2 separate regions of the Mus musculus genome follow, and region 2 is linked to region 1. The links are chromatin contacts, called in public HiChIP or PLAC-seq maps. All regions are on one chromosome and are shown on one strand. Each heading gives the region's core, a stretch centred on a gene start, on an enhancer-like site or on the middle of the called end of the contact. The rest is flanking DNA. Distances are from core to core; before and after follow the strand shown. Region 1 overlaps Stk38 (serine/threonine kinase 38). Region 2 overlaps Trp53cor1 (tumor protein p53 pathway corepressor 1).

What was found. HiChIP or PLAC-seq counts read pairs in DNA pulled down with a chosen protein or histone mark.
Region 2: an H3K27ac HiChIP or PLAC-seq map of embryonic stem cells shows a contact between it and region 1, with 5 read pairs. The contact joins two enhancer-like sites. A contact is called at or near these places in 1 of 484 Hi-C or Micro-C datasets (nephron progenitors), 1 of 115 datasets of contacts at active chromatin or transcription factors (embryonic stem cells) and 3 of 9 other capture datasets (adipose tissue, liver and pancreatic islet).

What each region holds. Positions count from the first base shown.
Region 1 is chr17:28,979,477-28,983,914 of GRCm38.p6, forward strand. It overlaps Stk38 (serine/threonine kinase 38), which reads right to left. Exons shown (of 14, transcript NM_134115.3): 7 at 2,556-2,710. Among named protein-coding and RNA genes, the nearest start is that of Stk38, 26 kb to the right of the region's middle. Within about 2 kb of position 2,040, at least 29 of the 459 cell types and tissues checked have an H3K27ac peak or open chromatin away from gene starts, as enhancers often do. A contact at or near this core is called in embryonic stem cells, where this site is marked.
Region 2 is chr17:29,070,002-29,074,390 of GRCm38.p6, forward strand. All of the region lies in intron 1 of Trp53cor1 (tumor protein p53 pathway corepressor 1), which reads right to left. Among named protein-coding and RNA genes, the nearest start is that of Trp53cor1, 6.9 kb to the right of the region's middle. Within about 2 kb of position 2,985, at least 48 of the 459 cell types and tissues checked have an H3K27ac peak or open chromatin away from gene starts, as enhancers often do. A contact at or near this core is called in embryonic stem cells, where this site is marked.

The DNA.
Region 1 (4,438 bases), core at 790-3,289:
CTTTAATCCCAGCACTTGGGAGGCAGAAGCAAGGAGATCTGAGTTTGAGGCCAGCCTGGTCTACAGAGAGTTCCATTTCAGCCAGGGCTACCTAGAGAAACCAATTAAATATTGAAGCCAGACATGGTAGCCCATACCTTTAATTCTAGCACTGGAGACAGAAGTAGGTTGATTTAGGCCAGCCTGGTCTACATAGTGAGACCTATCTCAAAAACAAAAAAATCCCAACCAGAAATCACTCACTGGTCATGTTTCAGTTATGAGACCGCACATTACATTTCTTCTTTGTGTCAGACAGTGGTGGCCCACGTCTTGAAACCCTGTCTCAAAACAAAACAAAACAAAAAAAACAAGAAAAAAAAAACAAAACACCCAAGCCAAACAAACAAACAAACAAACAAAAAAAAACCAAACAAACATTTCTTCCTTATAACTGTGTCTTGTTCTAATTTTTTACTATATGAGACTATTCTTTTTTTTTTCCTTTCAAGATTTATTTATTTATTATATGTAAGTACACTGTAGCTGTCTTCAGACACTCCAGAAGAGGGCATCAGATTTTTTTGTTACGGATGTTTGTGAGCCACCATGTGGTTGCTGGGATTTGAACTCGGGACCTTCAGAAGAGTAGTCGGCGCTCTTAACCACTGCGCCATCTGGCCAGCCCGAGACTATTCTTTTTTATTAGCATATATTACTTATGCAAAACGATGGGCTTCAGATTGACATTTTCATATCTGTACAAAAGGGAACCATATGTAGCCAATTCTTTGGCTTGTCTCCCTCTTCGTTTTTCTCTTCGTTCAGTGGCCTGGAACTTGCCTGTTTAGGCTAGGCAGGCTGGGCACTAGCCCCATGGTCCCCCCGCCCCCCTCCTCAGTGCTGACATCACCTCTGTGCGCCTTCCTTCATGCCTGGCTCTTTATATGCATCCTTACAGAACAGAACTGCTGACACAAAATATTATCTGACCAGCCTCCTGCCCTCATGGCACAGCAAGTAAAGTTTCCACAGAAAGACAAGAATCCTGGGCCTTCCAAAGACACCTAGAAGATTACCAAAAGAAACAGTGGTGTACACCTTTGATCCCAGCACTCAGAAGGCAGAGGCAGGCAGATCTCTTTTGGAAGTCTGGTCTACAGAGTGAGTTCCAGGAGACCCAGGCTACACAGAGAAACCCTGTCTCTAAAGTAAAGGAAGAGGAGAGGGGAGGGAGAGGGAGAGGGAGAGGGAGAGGGAGAGGGAGAGGGGAGAGGGGAGAGGGGAGAGGGGAGAGGGGAGAGGGGAGAGGGGAGAGGGGAGAGGGGAGAGGGGAGAGGGGAGAGGGGAGAGGGGAGAGGGGAGAGGGGAGAGGGGAGAGGGGAGAGGGGAGAGGGGAGAGGGGAGAGGGGAGAGGGAGAGGGAGAGGGAGAGGGAGAGGGAGAGGGAGAGGGAGAGGGAGAGGGAGAGGGAGAGGGAGAGGGAGAGGGAGAGGGAGAGGGAGAGGGAGAGGGAGAGGGAGAGGGAGAGGGAGAGGGAGAGGGAGAGGGAGAGGGAGAGGGAGAGGGAGAGGGAGAGGGAGAGGGAGAGGGAGAGGGAGAGGAGAGGAGAGGAGAGGAGAGGAGAGAAGGAAAGGAAGAAGACAGGCAGGCAGGCAGGCAGGCAGGCTGCAGCGGGAAAGATCATCACACCAGGAATAGGACGCTTTCATTACAAACAAAACATTCTGATTTACAAGTAAAACATTCTAGAATTCTAGAGCTGAAAACTTGGAAGCAGCACCACACCCATTGCAGCTGCTTGTAATCTTATGCTAATGGATCCCCAAATCAGTCTGCTGGAGAGGGACAAACCATTGAGGGAGGTAGTAACCCCGCCCCGGGATTTATTGAAAATACTAATAACACCTGTTTTCTCCCTAGTGAAACCAGTGGACACAAAGTGCAGCCAGCAGCACAGACTCTTCTTGTATCACTGAGGGAAAGCAATATAGGCTGCAGAGGCTGGGGGCTCCTCTGGGAGCTTGGTGCATGTGACACCCTGCTTTGTGGTGGACTTTGTGGCAGGCTTTTGCTGCTGCTGTCTTCCTCCTGGTGCGTCAGTAGAGGAAGGCTGCTAGATACTCAGCTCAGGGAAGATGACTGACTGTCTCTGCCATATTACAAAACTGACTTGGTTGCATTTGTGTTGTGTGCACACGAGGTCTCCTTGTAACTCAAGCTGGACTAGGAATTCCTAGCCTCCCCACTCTGCCTCCCAAGTGGTGGAAGCACCAGCATGCTTTGCCATACTATGCCCTGCTTAACTTTCTTGAGACAGAGTCTCACTTATGTAGCCCTGTCTGCCACAGATCTCCCTGTGTAGACCAGCTTGGCTTTACCTACTGAAAGCTGGGATTCAAATCGTGCCTGCTTTTTTTTAAAGGACATTAGATTAAATTACAGAATCATAGTTCAGAGACAGGATGTGATGGCAAACTTACCTGTAAAATGAACAAAAACATACAAAAGATCACTCCAAGACAGCACTGCCCAGCCGAGCAGACACGCTGGGCAGGGTGCTGTGTGCCCACATACCTTGCTGTCCAAGAGAAGGTTGTCTGGCTTGATATCTCTGTGGATGAATCCCAGCTGGTGAATGGAGTCTATGGCTAATACTGTCTCTGCTATATAAAACTGAGTCTCCTCTTCTGTCAGAGTATCTTTTTTCATCAATAAAGTCATCATGTCCCCTGGAAGCAGAAAGATACAAAGCCACCACCATACACACAGAATGCATGTACACACACACAAACACACATAGACACACACACACACGTAAAATATGAGTAAGAACCAGTTTTCAGATACATCTTCATTATCTGCCAATATAAACCAACTACACCCAACTGTGCTGTGCCCCATAAAGTCATGTACAGTGTTAACATGGGAGCAATCAGCAACAAATCTCTAATGTGTAAAGGCAAGAAAGTCACACTCAGAGAAAACCTATCTCCCACCTAAGCACTAGCTTTTAATTTCATTTTCCTCTTTGGAGAAGTGAGAATTTTTCCACAGTTACAAAGTATATTTGTTTAGGACAGTATTTTGGACCCAGGGGGAATCCACTTGGCTTTTACGTTTGCTCACGTGTCTGTGTCTGTGAAGCATCTGTCTAGAGGGAAATGGCACTTCCACACAGGGTGAACTGCTGCCTTAGAATGAAAGGTTGAGTAAAATGTAAATATTTTGGGAGATTTAAACAAGGTTCCCCCACTAACATGGGGGAGGGGGAACCCATGGGAAGAGGACTGTGGGAAGCTAGGCGGCAGTCACAATGCTGAGTCCCTCCTCTCCACTGGAATGCAGCTGCCTGACAGGTGAGGTCACTGCCCGTTCCCAAGACCACAGGGCCTTTTCCTAACACCTCCCACTATCCTCATATAACGTTTCATCGACTGACAAACTTCTCAGTGTCCTGCAAGGTGAAAATTTAAAGCTTAATACCAGCATCATAAAGCAAGAGGAAAGTAAGATTCATATCCTAAAAGTCAGCAATCAAACAAAAGCAAAGGAAATATGTAAAATAGCTAAAAGGATGGTTCAGTTTCCACCTCATGTAAAGCTACTTAGATTAGAAAGCAAGGAAGAGAGAGGCCTCTGATCCTAGCACCTCCTGCTGCCCTCTGACAGCCACTCGCTCCGCTCGCTACCTGAGGCCAGGGGCAGTGGGGAGGCCAACCCTAAGGTCACTGCAGCCTTCACTCCCAGGAGAGCAGCTGATGGATGGCCTTACTTGTGTGGGCTTGCCCATGTGATGGGACAGCTCAGGCCTGCTGGTCTTAGGGCTCTGCAGGCCAGCATCACCAAATACAAAGGGCAGTGTCTGCGGGACATGAGAAGCTAAGGAAGAGCTGCAGTAATGGCTAGTAGACACATGATAGCCTAGCTGTTCCCTACTACTGAAGTGCTTAAGGAAAAAGGTGTTCTACCAGCCAACTCTGTGTTGTAATCTTCATCAGTTGTTAAAAATTACTGGTGACCCTGGGTCTAAACTAAGGGGTGTCACGAGACCAATATAGCATGTCCCAATTAATTACATTTGCTTTGTAAAAGCCAAAAAGAAAAAAAAGCTACTTTCTATTAGCTCAGAATTCACTGGTTCATCGACTGTCCCCAAAACATACGGGACACCTGCTCTGCCTTACCTGTCTAGGCGTGACACCTAGAGAGGAGAGGTGGACTCTAGGTATTAATATAGGTGAAGAGGGAGTCACTCTAACAAACCACAGGAAAAAAAACAAAAACAAAAACACTGAAGCAAACAATGCTATCACTTCAGTCCGATCAGCTGGACAACCCATGCCGGGTGCCAACAAGCAGCGGGCAGGCAGAGCTCCTACCTAGTCTAAATGTGTTTAAGGAAAAATAAATAGAAGACCTGTCCACCTGAAATGGCGAGTGAATGACCGGCAGAGAGG
Region 2 (4,389 bases), core at 1,735-4,234, 91 kb after region 1:
TAGCCACTGAACTTGTTGGCCACCTCCTCTAGACCATTGATGGACCCTCAGACGTGTTTTGTTTTTTTTTTTTAAATTGTGCGAGTGGCTGTCTTGTGCACGTCATCCCACACATGTGGAGGTCAGAGGTCAACCCAACTTCCTCTCCTCTTCCATGTGTGTTCCAGGGGCAGAACTCGCTCCTCAGGCTTGGCAGCAAGCAGCTGCACCCACTGAGCCGTCTCGTTGGTCTGCCCTGTGTGCTCTAAACTACAAAAGAGATTTGAAAACCACACCAGGTAGAAACTACGAAATCACCAGTGTTTGGCCAGTTTTGATCTACACCAAGGAAGCTTCAACTGTTCAGACACCTAAGTGAACAAATACCCATGATGCAATGATGGAAAGAGGGTAAGGGGAAGAAGCTGGAGAGGAGGGGGCAGCCCTCTACAGGGGACCAAAGCCCTCTACAGGTGGCCGTTTAAAGACTTTTGGTGGGTATTAACTATAAGGTTGACAATTAGAATTAATCTAAATGGTCGACTTAGGGAATGGAATAAGCTCTGGGAATACTGGTGAGAAATGAGATTAAATTCATTGATGTGGGAAAACCCACCCTAAAGTGGGCTGTGCCATCCTCGGTACTGAGGTCAGGGACTGAATAAATGGGAGAAAGCAAGCTGCGCCCTGGTCTTCCCTTGTCTCTCTGTAAACCACGTAGCCAGCTCTCTCTGACGCCCACTGCCCGTGGGACCTACTGCTCAAGCTGAGACAAAGGAACTCCTTTCTCCCTGCAGTTGCCTGCGTCAGGGATTTTACCGCAGCCGCAAGGGAAGTAAGGACTACGCTGGCCACTTAACCCAGCATTTCTCAACCTGTAGGTCATGACCCCCTTTCATAAGGGTCGAATATCAGATATCCTGGACAGTGGATATTTATATTATGATTCATAACAGCAGCAAAATTATAGTTATGAAGTAGCAAGAAAAATAATTGTATGGTTGGGGTCACCTCAACGTGAGGAACTGTGTTAAAGGGTCGAAGCATTAGGAAAGTGGAGAACTACTGTTTTAATTCTCACAGCTTCTGGGAGGTGTCCCATCCCAATAGCTTCATGGAATTCCCCTTCCCTCCAGCCTCGGTTTGTTTGTTTATTTGTTTGTTTGTTGCAGTATAAACCTTGCTTCCTTTTCCCTGAAAGGAAAGGCCTCTTAGGGTTAAAAAAGCCTACACTTTGGACATGTTTGGGACTCTCAGACTTGAAATTTCCTAAAACGTGCCTGTTTCCAGTGTGGGCATGGGGGACCCAGGTAGGCATCTCTAGGTGAGTATCCATGAGTGGACGTTTGAGAGTCTTCTGGGCAATGAGAGGGGACTTCTCAGCCACTCGGTGGAGTGATCAATGTGGCTTTATCAAAAGGAGAACAAGGGGCTGGTGAGATGGCTCAGTGGGTAAGAGCACCCGACTGCTCTTCCGAAGGTCCAGAGTTCAAATCCCAGCAACCACATGGTGGCTCACAACCATCCGTAACAAGATCTGACTCCCTCTTCTGGTGTGTCTGAAGACAGCTACAGTGTATTTACATATAATAAATAAATAAATCTTTAAAAAAAAAAAGTGGAGTGCCCCGCCCGTCGACCATGGGGCACAGTCACCTGTGCCAAATATCCTTTCCTACCTTCCCCTTGCATCTCGCACAGAGGATGTGCCGCATCACACGGACACCACCAACACTTCTTTCTGCACTAGGGACATAAATCACACGCCTCATGCTCCCACCCCCAACCAAGCCCACACGGGCTACTGCACAGAGCATGTGCCAAACACACACCAGCTACAGGTCTCAGCAACACCCCCCATCAGACAAAGAACTCATCACCACAGCCAGTAACAGCTTTATACCAATCACACACCAAGAGTCTCTTCCCTGCCCCCCACACCAATATATCAGACTCACTTGAAAAACACAACTCAGGTTTTTGCCAGAGAATTCATGGTTCACTGAACACCATGCATATTGTCTTATTTCCACCCAAGAGAATTGGGGGGAGGGGGTGCGACCTCCATATTTCCTGCATCTAACAGCATTACTCGTGCAGTCTAAAGTGTACACACCCATCTCTATGTATCTTACAAACACATTACGTCTTCCTACACGGAGCAACTGAAACCCAGCAGACAGACAAACGTACCAGCAGACCCACTGTGCACAAAGACATCTGATCACACTTAAGCTGCACCTCAACACACACAACATATACACAACATACTCAGTGACTTCTGGGTCGGTCCAGCATGAACAACCACGCCTGCGTGCCCGGGGCTGAAACTCAGCTCCTAAACTCCAGAAGACCCTGCAATCCCAGGTAATCTGGGACAATTAATCTTCATTTGACACATTGCTCACATGGACACATGGCTGGTGTGGCTGGGTCCCTGTGACAGAATCTGAGATGCTGGAGGGTGGGGAAGCAGGGAATGGGGGAGGGGTACGGGATAGAGTGAGGGGTGCCAGTGACTCAGAGAACACAAAGTACCAAATCATTGTCCCCTTTGACCCCTTTGACTAGAGGGGAGTCACACGTGGCTCACAGATACAGGGATGTGCTGTCAAAAAGAAAACAGAAAAGAAGGCTTAAGCACACTTGCCTGCCTTTGGGGGTTGGCTCTGGGCTATGCTTTATCTCACCTGATCCTTTACAAAACCTGTGGGGAGGCTGGCATAGCATGGTACTCACTACGATGATCAGATCTGGGAGAAGTCTCCTGTCCCTGAGTTTCCTCCACCCAGACTTCTCCATCTGGCAGGGCTGTCTATACATCTCTCACTCCAGAACTCACCCATCCTGACAGAGACACTGTGGCTGGAACCAAAAGACCACCTGTCTTGAGCCACCACCTTCAAAAGCCTTTCATTCCGTCCTAATGGGCCCAGGCGCCCAGGCTGCCCCACCCTGGGGCGGGATTAGCTCCCTGGAGCTGTTTAAGGCACATCAAAAGAGTGCCTCTCACTAAAATAGCTCTCTGGGGCCCTGCCTGCTAGCCTGAAATTATACCAGGGGACTGTTCTGTCTGGTAAAAAGCATCCTACAGCCCGAAAGGTCCCTGCTCTAAATGCACCTGTGTCCTTGGGAGGCACTCCCAGGCCACAGCCTCCAACCCCCTCCCCTCATTGTATCGCGGTCATCTAGGTCATCTACGCACTTGCACAAACATCACAGAAAGTCCCGCGCGCTGTTGGCTTCCTGTGGAAATAGAGCCCAGGGTGGAGGGCTGGAGAAGGGCACAGACTGACTTGGAGACAGGGGTGTGGAGAATGGAAGCCAAGAGGGATGGGTCAAACTCTTGGCAGGTCTTGGCAGAGGTAGAGAAGCCCCCTGGGAGGAAGAAGGGCTGTTCAAAGATCCCAGGAGGTAGAAGGGGGTGGGCTGTAAAGGATGAGTGGGTTTGGGGTGAAAGTGAGGATATATGCCTGGGAGGAGTCCATTTATAGGGTCACTCTAGGGCATCATCGACTCTGGAAACTCAGTGTTTGCAGTAGAGAACATGACCTATTTACTGCCGAAGAGAAAGAAAAGCCTTTGCACAGTAAAGAGTCGGAGACAGTTTGTAACACTGGCTGGAAAGATAGAGGCTACTGTTGTCCTCTGCGGTCTCCAGGGTTACTTGCCTTTCTTCTGGAACCTCCCAGTACTTCCTACAACGAACTTGGAACATGATCTCTTTCCACAGAGCCAGGGATAAAACGCAGGGTCTTGCACACGCCAGCCCACAGTTCCCTACACGCTCCTGCGTTAAGATTTTATTTTTTGAGACCTGAGAGCTAGCTCTCAGGCTGGCCTGGAACTTGTAGCCAAGGATGACCTTGATAGGATCTTTCTATCTCAGCTTCCGGAGTGCTAGGATTAGAGGCGTGCACCATCACATCCGGCTTATGAGCTGCTTGGTGAATGGTAAGCAGGCACACCATCTGAGTTGCATATGAAATATCATTAAATATCATAAAAATATTTAGAAGAGGGCTCACTGGCTATTAAGTCCTTGTCAAATTCATAAGCCACGGTCGTCACACTCAGATGGTTCTAATAATTCAAGGTAGCCCAGGTCTGCAGCTCAGCGCAAGGATCACACGCTGTAGGGCTACATTGTGTGGGTTCAAATTTGTCCTTTGTGGCTGTGTGATTGGGCAAGTGGCTCGGCCTTTCTGTGTTTTGCTGTGCCCTTTGTAAACGCAATGGTCGCAGTACTTGTAAAGCTCACCTGAGCTACTGCGCGTGTGCGAACGCTGGGCGGTGCAGCTGGAGCCGGGTAATCGCAGCCTGAGCATCAGCTGAGGCTTGTCATTAGTGGTTAAGATAAGAGCTCGGCTGCTGGAGCCAGCCTGTCTGGGTTCAAATCCTTGCTCAGTC